Regions from separate parts of the Mus musculus genome. Here all the other regions are linked to region 1. A link is a contact called in public HiChIP or PLAC-seq and promoter capture Hi-C data. All regions are on one chromosome and are shown on one strand. The core of a region is the stretch at or near the end of the contact, and the rest is flanking DNA. Distances in the headings are between cores, read along the strand shown.

Evidence for each region. Promoter capture Hi-C pulls out the DNA fragments that hold promoters and counts their contacts. HiChIP or PLAC-seq counts read pairs in DNA pulled down with a chosen protein or histone mark.
Region 2: a contact with region 1 is called in a FOXA1 HiChIP or PLAC-seq map of pancreatic cancer cells. The contact joins the enhancer-like site here to the promoter of Zc3h15 in region 1. A contact is called at or near these places in 7 of 39 promoter capture datasets (the C10 cell line, embryonic stem cells, hematopoietic stem and progenitor cells and 3 more), 5 of 115 datasets of contacts at active chromatin or transcription factors (astrocytes, embryonic stem cells, epiblast stem cells and 2 more) and 1 of 9 other capture datasets (embryonic stem cells).
Region 3: a contact with region 1 is called in a promoter capture Hi-C map of liver, with 2.6 times the contacts expected there. The contact joins the enhancer-like site here to the promoter of Zc3h15 in region 1. A contact is called at or near these places in 3 of 39 promoter capture datasets (liver, neutrophils and pre-B cells) and 1 of 115 datasets of contacts at active chromatin or transcription factors (pro-B cells).
Region 4: a contact with region 1 is called in a promoter capture Hi-C map of pre-B cells. The contact joins the enhancer-like site here to the promoter of Zc3h15 in region 1. A contact is called at or near these places in 1 of 39 promoter capture datasets (pre-B cells), 1 of 484 Hi-C or Micro-C datasets (CD4 T cells) and 1 of 115 datasets of contacts at active chromatin or transcription factors (embryonic stem cells).
Region 5: a promoter capture Hi-C map of stem cell-derived epiblast-like cells shows a contact between it and region 1, with 7 times the contacts expected there. The contact joins the promoter of Tfpi here to the promoter of Zc3h15 in region 1. A contact is called at or near these places in 13 of 39 promoter capture datasets (the C10 cell line, the HPC-7 cell line, HPC-7-derived erythroid cells and 6 more), 4 of 484 Hi-C or Micro-C datasets (B cells, CD4 T cells, Th1 cells and 1 more), 7 of 115 datasets of contacts at active chromatin or transcription factors (embryonic stem cells, memory CD8 T cells, microglia and 2 more) and 3 of 9 other capture datasets (embryonic stem cells, liver and pancreatic islet).
Region 6: a promoter capture Hi-C map of liver shows a contact between it and region 1, with 2.8 times the contacts expected there. The contact joins the enhancer-like site here to the promoter of Zc3h15 in region 1. A contact is called at or near these places in 12 of 39 promoter capture datasets (the C10 cell line, the HPC-7 cell line, cranial neural crest and 7 more) and 9 of 115 datasets of contacts at active chromatin or transcription factors (astrocytes, bone marrow-derived macrophages, embryonic stem cells and 5 more).

The regions. Positions count from the first base shown.
Region 1 is chr2:83,643,298-83,645,902 of GRCm38.p6, reverse strand. Zc3h15 (zinc finger CCCH-type containing 15) reads right to left here and starts at 1,325. Exons shown (of 10, transcript NM_026934.3): 1 at 1,176-1,325. The coding sequence starts at 1,250.
Region 2 is chr2:84,633,782-84,636,386 of GRCm38.p6, reverse strand. The region is part of intron 1 of Ctnnd1 (catenin (cadherin associated protein), delta 1); the gene reads left to right. Among named protein-coding and RNA genes, the nearest start is that of Ctnnd1, 16 kb to the left of the region's middle. Within about 2 kb of position 1,311, at least 290 of the 459 cell types and tissues checked have an H3K27ac peak or open chromatin away from gene starts, as enhancers often do. A contact at or near this core is called in astrocytes, embryonic stem cells, epiblast stem cells and 3 more, where this site is marked.
Region 3 is chr2:84,611,632-84,614,236 of GRCm38.p6, reverse strand. It overlaps Ctnnd1 (catenin (cadherin associated protein), delta 1), which reads left to right. Exons shown (of 19, transcript NM_001085450.1): 8 at 232-349; 9 at 1,148-1,301; 10 at 1,688-1,705; 11 at 2,145-2,213. Among named protein-coding and RNA genes, the nearest start is that of Ctnnd1, 38 kb to the left of the region's middle. Within about 2 kb of position 1,281, at least 3 of the 459 cell types and tissues checked have an H3K27ac peak or open chromatin away from gene starts, as enhancers often do. A contact at or near this core is called in liver, where this site is marked.
Region 4 is chr2:84,497,823-84,500,427 of GRCm38.p6, reverse strand. No RefSeq gene overlaps it. Among named protein-coding and RNA genes, the nearest start is that of Gm13710, 7.7 kb to the left of the region's middle. Within about 2 kb of position 1,312, at least 10 of the 459 cell types and tissues checked have an H3K27ac peak or open chromatin away from gene starts, as enhancers often do.
Region 5 is chr2:84,472,879-84,475,483 of GRCm38.p6, reverse strand. It overlaps Tfpi (tissue factor pathway inhibitor), which reads left to right and starts at 1,310. Exons shown (of 9, transcript NM_011576.1): 1 at 1,310-1,541; 2 at 1,685-1,785.
Region 6 is chr2:84,453,799-84,456,403 of GRCm38.p6, reverse strand. It overlaps Tfpi (tissue factor pathway inhibitor), which reads left to right. Exons shown (of 9, transcript NM_011576.1): 4 at 2,407-2,604. Among named protein-coding and RNA genes, the nearest start is that of Tfpi, 19 kb to the left of the region's middle. Within about 2 kb of position 1,318, at least 39 of the 459 cell types and tissues checked have an H3K27ac peak or open chromatin away from gene starts, as enhancers often do. A contact at or near this core is called in bone marrow-derived macrophages, liver and memory CD8 T cells, where this site is marked.

The DNA of each region.
Region 1 (2,605 bases), core at 76-2,575:
GCACTGCTTGGCAACAGTTTTGCTTCCAGATGTTTGGCTACGGCAGTTCTACCTTAGAACTCCAACAGTCAGTAAATTATTAGATGTGTTCACATTAATTTTATTTAAATTAAATCAGCCAACTTTAACTACATACAATCTGACAAAAGATTAATCTCATTAGCGTGTATAAAGGAACCCTGGCGAATTCTCACTTCTATCTTTCAAGGCTATAACAATCAAATGTTGAAAAAAAACGATCATAAGCAAACATCTCATTTCGAAACCCCAAACATTCATTCTGGCTATTTTAATAAGAACGAGCCTACTAAAGGTTACTTTATACTCAGATGCTGTAAAATAGTCATCTTTTCTTCCAACTACATCCAAGTCTATGAGGTACCATTTACTTTTAAATGAGGATTAGTATGGAAGAAATACGTTTATCGAATGTGAAATTTCATTACCTATCTTAAGGAAACTCAAGTAGACAATCGTTGTAACCTGAGGAACATTTAAGAACATCAGTACCTTGCCTCACTCACTGAATGCCTACAAGTTCAATGCATTAAAAGACGCTCGTGTGTGTGTGTGTGTGTGTGTGTGTGTGTGTAGGTAAACTGGGAGCTCCCAATTTAACATAGGTACTGTGACAGAGCCTACGTTTAATTCAGACTCCATGTATGAACGAAGCATTCTGTACAAAACCGCTGGGCCACGCTTTTTGGGAAACCTCTGTTCTTGACACGAAAGTTTCCAGATGGACCAAACACCAAAAGAAACAACAACAACAAAAAAGTGGTAAATAGTCCGCTGGCTCTTGAAAATGAACAGCGCTACCTCTCACTGCCTGATAAAGAAAAAAACCAAACCCAAGGCGTCAGGTCAGTCAGGAGGGGCCTTCCAGAGCGCCACTCAGCTTGTTTTTTCAGGCACAGCCCGAGGAGCCGCGGAAAGTCGTGAGCATCGAAAGGCCGGGCCGGGGGTCCCTGGGCGGCCGAGTGGGCGCGGCGGGCGCGTGGGTGGAGACGCGGCGAGCGCGGGGGCGCAGCGGCCTCACTACAGCGATGAGGGGCGGCGAGAACCACTTCAGTCGGGGCCCACCGGGCCGGGCGCCGACACGTGGCCCCGGGGAGCCGCGCTCCGCAGCCCGGCGAGCCCCAGCCCGGTGCGGCGGGGAGGGGGAGGGGACGTACCTCGATGATCTTCTCCTTCTTCTTCTGCTCCGCCTTCTTGCTGCCCCCGGCCTGAGCCTGTTTCTTGGGGGGCATCGCGGAGGCGGGGGGCACCGGGCCGACTGCGACGCAGATGGCTACCGTCGGGGCGTCCGGCAGCTCGGCGGGAGCAGGAAGACCCAGCCGCCGCCGCAGCGCACGGAAAGCGACTCGCTCATTCGCCGCCCGGATGTGGCCTTTGCGACAGCACGGCGCCGCTATGCACTGTGGGGCGCGAGGCGAGGCGCCCGGAAGTGGAGCTGCGCGTGCGCTCCGGCTGCGCCGAGCCGGGAGGGGGCGTGGATGAGACGTGGGAACTGGGAAAGGCGCGGCGTGTGACGCCTCCTTTTGGTGAGGCGCTTGCCACTTGCTTGGCTTCGTCCTTCATTAGCACCGCGAGTGATGCCTCCTCACCTCACTTGTATAGACCCCTGGCGTAGAGAGTTCTAGATCTAGTTAGCACTGGACAGTACCATCTTGAGTAATCACGGAGCGGCTGCATCAATTATGAGCTACTGTCTTGTCCTCTGGAGGGGCAGGGTTGCAATGCAGCACCTTCAGTATGAAGTTGCGTAAAGAAATAAAGTTTCATTTGGAGATCGTCAGACGTGGAGTCCTAGTGGGTGAAATCCTTAGTTTCTCTTCAAGTCCTGTACTAATTTTAGGGGGCTGCCTTAACGATTCCGGAAAAAAAAAAATCACTATTTTACTATGTCAAACTAGCCTAACAGTATGGGCCAAGCCCAATTTAAGGTTAGTTTAAGTGTTTGGTAAATTCCATAATGACTTTACACACACGATTTCACTCATTACATCTACACTGAGGTACGAATGGTTAACTGTTAGCACTGTTTGAGATGAAACGCAGAAAGAAAGGTGGCTAAATGTAAAATCCAAGATAAGAATTTCAGCCTGGTTAGTCTTGCTTCAGGGCTCTGTTTATATTGTAGACTAAACCAAAAGTATGGCTTTTGATATGCAAATGAATCTACTATTTTTTATTCAGCCAAATACTGACTTTAAAAAAGCACACAATGAATGGCTGTTCTTTTGCATGGTTACTGTTTTACCTACATTGATTAACAGAAGAATCATCCTTCCAGAGAAGGGAGTTATTAGTTTTTCAACAATTTCATAAGCAGAAAACTACTTTGGAACCCTAATGCCACCATGAGGGAAATGGACAGTGTTCATCTGATGGCAACCAAAGCAAAAAGAGACACTTAGGGGCAGGGGACCCAATATTCCTTTCAAGGGCTTTCCCCAGTGATCTACTTCCCTTCATGTGTTCCACTCTCCCTAGGAGTGTCACCCAACTCAACAGGAGCCTTTGTGGAACACTGTGACAGTTTACTTTTCTGTATTATTTATTCTTCAGAAGTTGATTAAGAATTCCTGTAGTAGCAGAATGT
Region 2 (2,605 bases), core at 62-2,561, 990 kb before region 1:
AACTTTGCCCTCAGAACTTGATAAACTGCCTTTCTGTAGGGTGGAGTCTGCTGCCTTTGTTTGTTCTCGGTGGGGCCGGCTTTAGGAATCAGTTCCACATGTAGGCAAGTTTGAAGAGTTTAAAAGCAGTGGAAATGGGTGACATGTTCTACTGTTGGTGATCATCTTGATGGCACTTTCTTGGGGGGGTGGTGGTGCCACTTGTAGCTGTGCTGACTGGAATAGCAGCTTTAGCTTTTAAATCCCTATTTCAGTGTCTTAAGGTGAAAAAATTTGCCAGGTACAATATTAAAAATCTCTTCCACCCCCCCCCCCCCAAGACTCTTACTTAGGTCTGTGCATATAGTATCTTTCTGCTGATTCTTAAAGGCCTGAGCTTTGTCCTATGTAGTGTTGGCTTCAGGCTGAGAGGAGGGTTGTTTTCCTGAACACGATAAGGAACTGAGCAGGGCAAAGTAGGAGCTCTAACTGGTGATTGGTAGACAGGATGCCCTGGAATGTGGTTGGCCTGCAGCCCAGAATCCAGCACTTTGTATTTGTTTGTTTCTGGGAGACTGTGGTCTGGTGCTACTGTGACAGGAAGTGAGAAAGCTGGGAGTGGGGGAACAGAGAGGGGTGATGTCTTTGTGGTTCTCCTGTGAAATCTCTTTGTCCCTGGAGAGCGGCTCTGCTGCAGAGCCCTACTGAGAAGAGAGCAGCCTTTGTGTCTAATGGGTCTCAGAGCAGCTAGCTACTCTGAGGGATTAGAGGGTGTGAGATCTGACTGTGGCCTTTTACATCTCAGCACTTGAGTTATATAAATGGCCTTGATCTCTTAGCATTGAAGAGCTTACTGAGTTTTGTGTATGCTATGCTTATTTATGGATCTAGGATTTAATTAAGAATGGAATTCTAGGAGGGCATGGATGATGTTAGATAATGTTGATGTACTATGTAGGTTGCAGAAGTTGTTTGGGGTTTGAAGGGGGCAAAGAAACTGGTAATCCTGGAGCCTTTCTGTGTGGCACCTTGCTACCCACAGGAGTACCCACCCTGCCTATTTGATTTCAGCATCCCCTTACTGCAGGTGGCCAATGTTTACCCCTAACCGGGCATAGCTGGTAGTTCCCTGGGATTGAAGTAGTGTACCCATGACAGTTTGTCCTCCTCCTGCTGCCCCCTTTCTTTCTTGTTTTGTTTTTCCTGCTCTTCATTCCAGCTGTGAAGTAGGCATCTTTTATCACTGTTGATTGGGTGGCTGAGTCCTCAACTTCTTGCTAAGCTGGCTAGCTCTGAGCACACACACAGACCCGCCTTTGATTGACCAGGAGGACAGCTGCCCTAGAGGCAGATTGCTAACATACCGCTAGAACAATCCCTTCCCTCTGTCTGATGCTGCCAGCACAGTCTTCTCTGCTTCTTGTTCCTTCTCTTTCTCATCCCAACTGTGATCTTTGCGCTTGACTTAGTGAGATGTCATAATTAAAAAACAATATTTTGATGAGATTTTCTTATTTGAGGTGGCATAAGGGTGACTGTTTTTTGCTAAATTTCTAGATGAGGCTTGCCAATCAAAGTAGGTGATTGGTATAAAGAAGTACCTGATTTTGATTTGAGTACTTGCTCCTTATAAAAAGAAACTTAGTCAGATGCTGGGAGGTGGTGGCTCATGCTTGGGGACCACAGGTAGGCAGATCTCTTTGAGTTCAAGGATAGAAAGGCTACAAGGAGAGACTCCCCGTCTCTAAATACAAAAACAAAACAACAAAAAAGAAACGTATAGAATACGAGCCCCAGAACTGAGGAATGCTTTGCCTTGTAAAGGGAAGGTAAGACCCAAAGGTCCCTCGGGGTGGATCCACTACTCCTTGCCCATGTCTACCCTACTTCCTTCCTCAAACGTGTGTGTGTGTGTGTGTGTGTGTGTGTGTGTGTGTGTGAGAGAGAGAGAGAGAGAGAGAGAGAGAAGATAGGAGCTCACTCTGTAGCCCAGACTAGCTTGAAATTCTCTTGTTTCAGCCTCCCTTGTATTTTTTGTATTTGGATTACAAGTATGTAATACTATCATATCCTGCTCAAAAAATAACAATAAAACCCCTTGTTTTAACTTTTGTGTACTTAGGATGACTCATAACACTGGAAGCATAGAAAGTTCCTACCCTCCCGTGTGGGGAGAAGTACTATGGCCTTGAGTAGGGCTGCTTACCGGCAGTGCTACTTACGATATGTTCACTTAGTATAGCAAAGCAGACATAGCACTGTGGGCAGAGAGCCGCTGGAGCCCACCTAGGTTTTCAGAGAATATGGCCATCACACAGGTACTGGCCAGACCACCTTACAGACAGGTTGGTACTGGATCAGAAGGTACTGAGAAGATTCTGCTGAGAATTTCTATGGGGAGATTGCAGCACACTGTGCTCTAGGCCTGGGTTTTATCTTTCATTCAGATGGGAAAGCATTTCATCCTGTTACCTGTTAATATAGTTAAAGTGTCGTGCTTCCTGTCACTGCTTTCTTCATAGATGCACTGTTGTTCATAAAGACAGATGTTTCCAAAACCTCACAGAAGGGGTATCTATTGATAGTCTCATCAAGGCTTTGAAAAATGAGGGACTTTGTGCATATG
Region 3 (2,605 bases), core at 32-2,531, 970 kb before region 1:
GTTCCAGTTCCTGGTATGCATGTTTTTCAACAGGACTTCACAAGCTTGAGAAAGCTCAGCAGACAGACTTTCAGTCAATTTCCAACTGCAGTACCTTGCTTTTAAGTATCAATTGCCTATTGTACTGAATACAAAAGGTTTTAAGGAAGCTTTCGATGGAAATGAAGAACAATATCTGTGGGGGGCACTTTATGGATTTAAGTCCTCTACTTAATTTTGTGTTTCCCTTAGGAACGTAAGCTCAGAGAGGAGTGAAGCCCGGAGGAAACTTCGGGAATGTGACGGCTTAGTTGATGCCCTCATTTTCATCGTTCAGGCAGAAATTGGGCAGAAGGATTCAGACAGTAAGGTAAGTTAATGAATGACTAAGTGAATTTTGTTCACTAAGGCGCCTGTGGTCCAGACCTACCACCTCAGGCTATCAGGTAATATAAAATATTTATTATGCTACCCCCTCTCCCTAAAATGGGCATTTAGTTTAGACAAAGAGAAGTGTGTGTGTGTGTGTGTGTGTGTGTATGTGTGTGTGTGTGTGTGTGTGTGTGTGTGTGTGTGTGCGTGCAAGTACACAGAGAAGAAGCCAGGAGAACATTTGTTCCTTGTTTGTTACTCAGGCACTTTCCACCTTATTCTTTTTAGACAGGGTCTCACCTTGAATCTGGAGGTTGTGTTCTTTGGCTAGGCTGGCAGCAAGTACTTCAGCAATGCTGTTCCTATAGCACTGGTTTATAGGTGCATTCAAGATCATGCCAGACTTGTTGTGCAGCAAGTGCTGTTAATGACTAAGCCATCCCTTCAGCTCCAAAGATAGTTTTCTTTAGGTGTGTGTGTCCCATATAGAGTTAAGCTGCTTAGTAGTCTTCCACATTATATATTTTCTTAGTAGGGAAAACAGGGGCCTAAGTGTTGGGTCACCAACTAGTTGTAGAAGCCAGTACATGTCTATAATTAGACACCCTGTTAGCATGAAGGAAACAAGAATTTTGAGGATCTTGGGGTACTGACAAGGCAACCTGAGAGAAGATGGATTGAGTTATGCATTTAGGATTGATCTTTTAATACTCAAAACATGGAGACTTGGATTTTCTTGGAAGTCATCATAAGCATTCTCTTTTCCAACTGAACCTTTTTGTTTTATGTCCCTAAGCTTGTGGAGAATTGTGTTTGCCTCCTCCGGAACTTATCATACCAAGTTCATCGTGAAATCCCACAGGCAGAGCGTTACCAGGAGGCCCTTCCTACTGTGGCTAACAGTACTGGGCCACACGCTGCCAGTTGCTTTGGAGCCAAGAAGGGCAAAGGTGAGTTTTGCTTAGTTCCAGTACTTTAATATGGGACAAGAGGAACACTTAGCTTTATAGGGATTTAATAAATAGCGTGGAAGTCTCCCTAGTAGAGTTGTGTCCTTTTGCTCTGTTGCTGCTCCTCCCTTGTTCTACATGCCTTGACGGGTGGTAAGGTGGTGGTGGTGGTGGTGGTGGTGGTGTGTGAGGATGGTGACGATTGTTAGTGTATTGGCATCTGGGGCAGTGAAGGACAAGAACTCAGCTACACCGGGGTCTTCCTCCCTATTCCTCCTCCTTCTCTGCTTTCTTGTGTACTTGCCCATGATCCTGTTGACATCTTTCTCCTGCGTTTTCTTCCTTCATTTCTCTCCTCGCTTTCCACCTTGGTGATGCACTGGAAGATGAGTGGTTCTCCAGAGGTGAGTGCAATCTTTTAAGGCGCTTGTCTCCTAACTTGCATGGTTTGGTTCTTACCTTTCTTAATATCTCTTTGTCTAACCTTCCCCATGGATGCATGTAGGAAAACTTAGTTGAGGGAAAGCATTGGAATAAGTTTAAATCTTCTGGGTTGTGGTTTTACATGTTGTTTCTGGGCAGCAGTCCCTTTTATCAGAACTCAGTTAACAGCCACAGGAGTGGTCATCCTTTTGGACAGTCTACTGCCTGTTTTGGTCTTCCTTGTTTCTGCATCATCCTGTTGGGACAGTTATGTGTGGGGTTTCTCTTCTTTTGCCTCTTTTGATGCTGCATCTCTGATCTGAAGATTCTGACTGAAGGATGAAAAACTGCCAGGTCGAATCTTTCCTTTTTTAAAAAATTATTTCCCCTGTTCTCTCCACCCTTTCTCCATTTTCATAGGGAAAAAGCCTACAGAGGATCCAGCAAATGATACAGTGGATTTCCCTAAAAGAACTAGTCCTGCTCGAGGTAAGCTACCCTCCTTATTCTCCAGAGACTTTGGATATGGTAACATGTTCTGTGCGCTATGTTAACATTTCTCTCTGACTTAATGGATTTGAGGTTACAGTGAAAGTGTTGGGAAAAGTCACAGTATTTAGTCTAGAGCCAAAACTAGGCTGAGTATAATGGTGCATGCCTGTAGCCTTAGTACTGCAGGCAGGAGGATTGCTGCCAGTTCAAAGCCTTGTGGAGGTACAGAGGGAGAGCATGCCTCAAAAAAAAAAAAAAAAAAAAAAAAAAGAAAAGAAAAGAAAAGAAAAGAAAAGAAAAGAGAGAGACTTAGCTTTCTGAATGGCCACTGCAGCTTTTTGGACCTTGAGCCTGACTGTTAGAAGACATGTCTTTATCAGGCTTTAGAT
Region 4 (2,605 bases), core at 63-2,562, 850 kb before region 1:
TATATTTACAATAAGCCTTAATTAGCACAATAGCTGGGTAGCTGCCTACCCTCCCTGCTGTTAGAATCTACTTTCCTATCAATAACCCCAAGTTATTACTTACTACTTACTATGTTTCATCTGGGCTGCTCTTAGCTCCAATAGGGCAGACCTCAGGGCCATGGTCTCTTGACCCTTATCCCATGGTGGCTTCTTTTCTCTTCTCTCCTGCATGTTCTTCCTCCTCATGGTGCCAAGCCTGGGAAACCTAAACCCCACCTATGTCTCTTCTGCCCAGCTATTGGCTGTGGTCATCTTTATTTGCCAATCACAGTTAACTGGGGGCAGGGTCACTTACCTAGCCTCTTGGACTCTCTCATCTCTGGGCAACCAGTTTTGGGGGCCCAAATTAGCATTAGAATACAAGCAGCAATCAGGCCAACCCACTCTATTTTGAAATCTATTTTTCTGTATATGGATTTTGGAGTCTGTGTATTTATATCTCACTCCAAAGTAAGCTGAAGCAAGCATTAGGATGTTTTTCTCTTAAAATGCTGAGAAATGAGACATTCTTTTTTTTTCTTATGAAGGACAATATTTAATTGGGGCTGGCTTACAGGTTTAGAGATTCAGTGCATTATCATCATGGTGGGAAGCATGGCAGCGTCCAGGCAGATGTGATACAGGACAAGTAGCTGAAAATTCTACATCTTGATCCAAAAGCAAACAGGAGAAGCCTGGCTCCCACATGGCTAGGAGGAGAGTCTCAAAGCCCACCTCCACAATGACATACTCCCTCCATCAAGGTCACACTAACGCTAACAAGGCTTCCTAATAGTGCCACTCCTGGTCAAATCACCACATTCCACTCCCTGGCCCTTATAGGTTTGTCCAAACATAGACATCTATGGGGGCCATACCATAATATAATGCATACCATAGCATAATGCAAAATACATTAGACCAACTTCAGAAGTCCCATAGTCTATAACAGTTTCAACAGTATTAAACATCCAAAGTTCAATGTCTTTTCTGAGATTCAATCAGTCACTTAACTGTAGTCCCCTCTAAAGTAAAAATAAAAAAGCAGATCACATACCTTAAACATCACAAGACACACATTACCATTCCAAAACATCATAGTGAGGGAATAATGGACAAAGCCAAAAACCAGCTGGGCAAACTTCAAATCTGTACCACCAAAGTGGTCTTCAGATCTCCACCTCTTTTCATCTTTATTGATCACAACAAACTTCTTTCCCCTGGGCTGGTACCACTTCCTGTTAGCAGCTTTCCTCGGCAGGTACCCATGGATCTTGCATCTCTAACATTTTGAGGTCTCCAAGGCAACTTCAACCTCACAGCTTCCTGTTCCTGATCATCTGAGATCTACACACGAGCTTCTGGACTTTTCAAAAGGGCTTGGGTCACTTCTCCGGCTCTGCCCTCTGGAGCACTCTAGGCTCTGGTTGACTCCACTTCACAGCTGCTGCTGTTCTTGATGGTCATCCCATGGTATTGGCATCACTAATATGCTGGGATTTCTCATTGCAACTAGGCTTCACAAATAGCCTCTCTCCCTTAATGGTGCCAAGTCTCAACTTTTTTGCAAGATCCATTCAGTTGTGGGGTGAGGCTGTACCAGTGGCCTCTCACAGTGCCAAGCCTCAGCTCCTCTCCATGACCCCTTCATGCCTTCAAAACCAGAAATACTTGCGTGATTCTTATACATTACCAAGTGCAGCAGCAGCCTGAGTTACAACCTTGGCTATCTCTGGAAAACAGCTTCTTTGTGCTCTCAGAAAACACTTCCCAGAAGATTTCACCTCAGGGATGCTAGTGTCTTATTAATCAACACTAATTTTTTAGGTCCAGCTAACCAGCATCAATTGTCCCAGTAGTCTCCTACTCTTGATTCTAAAGCCAGAGCCACATGGCCAAAGCTGCCAAGATCTGCTGCTTACTGGAGCTGGAACATAGTCCCCCTTATTCTGTTACCAGCTTTCTGTTTTCCAACTCCTTCACTGCCTAAGCTTGGCTGTCTTGGAACTTGCTCTGTAGTTCCAGACCTTGAACTCAGAGATCTGCATGCCTCTGTCTCCTGAATGCTTGGATCTAAGCTTTTTTTTACTTGGAACTTGCTCTGTATTAGGCTGGCCTTGAACTTGAGATCTGCTTGCCACTTTCTCCTGGGATTAAAGGTGTGCACCACCATTCCTGGCCCTAAGTTTTTTATGACCATTATTCCTCAAGATTGGGATCAGAAGGCTCAAGATCTGGATCATAGTTGTGCTCTCTGTTTCCAGATTGTAGTTCATTTCAGATTAAAAGTCCAAATGGGAACAATAACCAAATCCCTTGTTCATCTGCAAAAGCGTAAACAATAAGCTTAGCAGGGTGGGACCTTGCATTGAGGTCACCACTCCCTTAATCTGTTTATTTCCTTGAACATAGGATTCAGCTCAATTTTACTTCCTGGTGCCCCTTTATTCTTTGAACCATATGTTTTGTATTTTTCTTTTCTCAGTTTGCTCCTTTTCATTAAAAATGTTCTTCAAAGATGATACTTTAGTAACCACACAACAAAATTTATACCAGGCTGTTTTGAGAATTCCTTTGTCAAAGC
Region 5 (2,605 bases), core at 61-2,560, 830 kb before region 1:
AACAAAGCTTGAAAAGTTATTAGCATAATAGGAGCATGAACATTTATTTATCTGTAATAAGACAGAGATTTCTTGTCAGGGAAGAGAACAAAAGAACAGAGGTGTTTTTTTCACAATGATAAGTGCCTTTATTTAGAAAACAACTAAAGAAAATTAACAATTTTGGGCCTGTGACTATGATGTTTTTAAAAAGTTTAGTAGCCAGTGTTTTACCAGGGCTAGATTCATCAGAACTCCACTGAGTGAACCCTGAAGTCTTCACATCGTATACCATCTTGAAAGTCTCATTTTTCACGCACCTTAAATCATTTTCACATACTTTGAATCCCTTCCTCAGACCTTGGCAAGTTGCATAAACTTTAAACTTTTTTTTTTTTTTTAAAATCTGGAAAACTCTAATACTTTGAGGCATAGGTGTTTGATTAGTGAACAAAGTCACAAAAAAGTAAGCTCTTTTGAATAAAGGAACAGCAGAGAGCAAGTTTTGAGTAACAACACGATGGCTTGAGTTTGCTCTCACACTGAAATCTGTTTTTGTGAGTTTATCTTTCTCAGCAGGAAGCCTGTCAGCGAGGCAAACGTGTCTGTGAGCTTGCCTGTCTCAGCTGGAGACCTGAGCTCTGGAAAAGGCAAGGCCTTAGGAAACGGTCTGACTAAGCAGCTGTGTCCCTGAGAAGGCAAGGCCTTAGGAAACGGTCTGACTAAGCAGCTGTGTCCCTGAGGTGAGAGGCTAAGATTTATCAGATTGCTGCTCCCAATCTGATAAAACACGCAGTCAACATCACCCCAGAGGTCTGAGGGTAAATTTGAGCAGGAAGTATAGACCAAATGGCCTCTGGGCCAATTAAGAATGACAGATTTAACTGCCACCTGAACAGTCAGTATGGTGATCTGTTGTGAGCAGAGGTGAACCGAGTTTTGCAGCCACACACACAGGGCAGCGTTAAGTCTTCAGTTAACCACAGTGGGCAGCAATCAGCCCTCAGCCACCAGACCCAGACGGTCTAAGAGATTTTCCCGTGGAACTTGGGAAAACTACCTTAGAGAGGCAGAGTAGGGCAGAATAGGATCCCACAGTGTCCACAGTTTGGGCAGGACCCAGGCCTCGGGTGAGCCTGGGGCAGTGCTTTGCTCCAGGTGAAGTCTGTGGCCGCCCATCTTCTTTCCTGTTACCAGAAGCTGGGTATTGTTGTCTATTAGGGTAAAAGTTTGACAGACTTCCTGGTAGGCACCAGATAGGGAGAGGGCCGTGGCTAGATAATGGCTAGCTTCCTCACCTATTGACTTTGACACAAAAGCTTCCAGGGGAGAATCCTTACTGAGGGACTGGCTCAACAAGGTCAAGACCTGATGAGGACATGTCACACATAGTTTCACAGTTTCATAGTTTCGGACCAATCAACGGCAAACTGACCAACCCTGAAGTGGGGGAGGAAGACTCTTCGAATGCTTTAAAACCTCAGGACTCGAGAGAAGAGACTGGGGTTTTCGGCTTCCCGAGCAACCTTTACAGAGAATCTTTTTCTCCGTGTGTCTGACGCGTGAGTGTGTTCCCCACCCTAAGTAGATGCTTGCCTTTAACTCCTACTTCTCTCTATTGCTCTTCTGAAATTTCCTGCCTTTAATTTCTTTAACTGCCAGAGAAACGGAACCCAATTAAGACCCTCTAAACTATTATTTTTAGACTGTATCACTTTCGGGACCTGTCTCCGGATTTCTTCTGAAGACGGTATAATTTTGGGACCTCATCTCCAGATCTCATTTAAGGACTACTGACTCATCAAGGTAAGAAACCCAAGGGAGATGGTGGTGGTGGTGCGGTGGAGGTGTGCTGGCCAGTCCAGTTGGCCCAACTACAAGGTGTCCAGGTGCATTGCTCAGTGTCAGTCACGATGTCACCGTCGCTTCTGGGCAGAGGTGCTCATTCGGGAGATGGCACAGAAGCAGGAAGCAGACTTCTGCGTTGGCACTCTTGGTGCCCTGCGGGGGCATTCTGACAAATGCCCTTTTATGGTGCCTGCCCACCCTCACTAGTTGTTATCCCTTGCTCTCATCACAACCTCAAACTGAGAAGAAAGGCCAGATGCAGGGGCACTCCTGTAATCCTAGCCCTCTGAGGCAGAGTGAGGTGGGTCTGTAAGTTTCAGTCAGCCTGGTCTACAGTGAGACTAGCCACCGATAAGAAATGAAGTTGTGGTCCAGATATGCCCTCCCACCCCCGGATTGGTTTCTAAGTCTTCTAAGTCTTGGTTTAACTATAAAATATGCCAGAATATTTCAGATACTTATGAATGTCCTCTTCTCTAGCAGTACACATTGAATAACCACACTGTCGATAAAAGTTTTTTAATCGTTTTTAACATCTCAATTTGTCCATGCTATTTTGTCGCAACTTAAGAGTATTCTCTTTTTTTTTTTTCCCCATGAAGTGATTTCCATTTTTACTTTGTTTGTGTTTTGCTTTTGTTTTTTGAAACAGGGTTTCTCTCTGTATAGCCCTGGCTGTCCTGGAACTCGATCTGTAGACCCAGGCTGGCCTCGAACTCAGAGATCCGCCTGCCTCTGCCTCCCCAAGTGCTGGGATTAAAGGTGTGCGGCCACCACC
Region 6 (2,605 bases), core at 69-2,568, 810 kb before region 1:
TTCCCTGAGGTAGTCTGCTGTTCGCTCTTTAGTAAGCTCTTCAATAAATTACTATTGTAATTATTGTAAATTAGTGATTGCAAGCGTCATTAAAAGGGCCTGCTGCCCGATATATTGTTGTATCTGCAATAACAACCCAGTTCTTGATAGATACGTATTCAGGGCACAATTTTAATACTCAAAAAGGTTATCCCCATAAATGAAAACCAAGACAGGCATACACCTTCCCAAGAGTGGATGGCTGTGGATGTCCGAGATTAACCCGAGGTCTTCCTGTTGTCTGGGACATCCTGCTTAGGTGTGAACAGCAACAAGATCAATGCATAGAATATACTGATATAAAATTATGGTAACTTCATTAATATGGGAATTCTAAAGAAATAAGGTAATAACGAAATAAAAAGTTGATAGTGTTTTTGTCTTTACGTGGTTGCTATGAATTTAGCACCAGATTTTCATCAAAAATGAGTTCCAGCTTTATAAAGCAATTTTTAGAGTGCTATTGAGCAGACATTACTTTATTAAATTGAATTGTTTAGTCCAAGTATTTGGGTGAAATCTCAGCCTTTCAGGTCTGTGATAATCTTACTCTTATTATTGTGAATTATACCTGGTATAATAGCATATGAGAGTCAGTTCTCTCATCTGCACGTATAAGTCTAAGCAACTTGATAAAACCTGCATCACAAAGAACATCTACAAAAGTAGATCTGCTTTTTGTTTTTGTTTTTGTTTTTGAGATAGGGTTTCTCTGTGTAGCCCTGGCTGTCCTGGAATTAACTCTGTAGACCAGGCTGGTCTCCAACTCAGAAATCTGCCTGCCTCTGCCTCCCAAGTGCTGGGATTAAAGGTGTCTGGCATCACTGCTGGGAGATCATTAGATGATTTTATAACGAAGTTCCATGAGATTGTAATTACTCAGAGGAAAGTTTGCCGGTAATTACTGTAACTACATCAACAGCACTGAAGAAACAACTCTTTTGTGGTACACTGTCTCCCTCTTGTGGCCAACTTATTAAATAGCAGGCTGAACTTGGGCTCTGTGTCTTCCTGAACACATACCGACAGAAACGCTCTCTCTCTCTCTCCCTCTCTCCCTCTCTCTCTCTCTCTCTCTCTCTCTCTCTCTCTCTCTCTCACACTCACTCACACTCACACACACACACACACACACACACACACACACACACACACACACACACACACACACACACACACACGATTTCAGTAAGCAAGAGCTGATATAAGTCAGCCAGAGAGAAGCACGACAAAATCTGTGCTTAGCTCTCCTTCCGGTAACACTGTCTAGTTCTCAGCCCAGAGCGTGGGAGTCAAAGAATCAATCAGTGCTTCCCCGCCATACCCCAGGCCTGCTCAGTAGCCATCTCTCAGATAACTCTTGATTCAGTCAACTTGACGTTTGACACCACAGATATCTGATTTTACCAGTACTATAGGTGATTGGGGCTGAGGAGACAGGAATGAGCTTGACTTGTAAGACCAGGAACTGAGTTTTATTCCAGAATGAATGTAAAAATAAGCTGGACTTTGGCGGTGCATGTCTGTAAGTCCTGTAGTGGGAAGCCAGAGAAAGGCAGATTCCTGAGGCCCGGTGTCCCCAGAGCCAGCCAGCCAGCCTAGCGTGCCTTTTGAGTTCTAGGGTAGTGAGAGATTGCAATTGAAGAGAGACAGTCAGGGAGTATGTGCACCCCTCCACTTATGCATACCTGCAAGCATGTTCGCAAACAAGTAAATAAGTAAAAAAGGAAGAAATAAGTGGGAACATTCCAATGTCTTTGTTAGAATCATAACTTTATTAAAATATGGCCAGAATATATTAATTAATATTTAACTATAGTAATGAATTGCAAATGGAAGAAGATAGTTGAAAGTAGCCTAGATCAAATGTATGTAAAATATTTTCCAAAAATTCACATTTTAAAATTGTAGGGAATTAAAAAAATGGATTTATTACTAGATTATCATCTATGTACAATTTACACTTTGTTTTAAAATAATTTTTAGGTGAGAACTTTGACGTGATGTCCATTCATGTTTTAGTATTTAAAATAATGGTGAATGAAGAGAATGTTTTACAGTAGTGCTCATAGATTGTCTCTTAACAGAGCACTGCTGCCCTCTAAAGGACAAATTGGTTTATGCCATTTAAAGCCTCAAGTGCCTTCCTTATAGATCATATATAAATTATCAAACACGTGGAACATATAGGCTCGCTCACTCAGGTCGTTACTTGCATGGAACCCATAATAACCTGAATTTTCAGTTTTAATTTTCTCATTTAAAAATTGACGGTGGAAATTGTATATTTGGCAAAACAACAGCAAGGATGTTATCATAGTGTTGGGAGAGAGCTACACACGTGATGTTTTAAAATTTACCTTGTAGATTCTGAGCTGGGGTCAATGAAACCGCTACATACATTTTGTGCAATGAAGGCAGATGATGGTCCATGCAAAGCAATGATAAGGAGTTATTTTTTCAATATGTATACTCATCAATGTGAAGAATTTATATACGGGGGATGTGAAGGGAACGAGAACCGATTTGATACCCTGGAAGAGTGTAAGAAAACATGCATACCAGG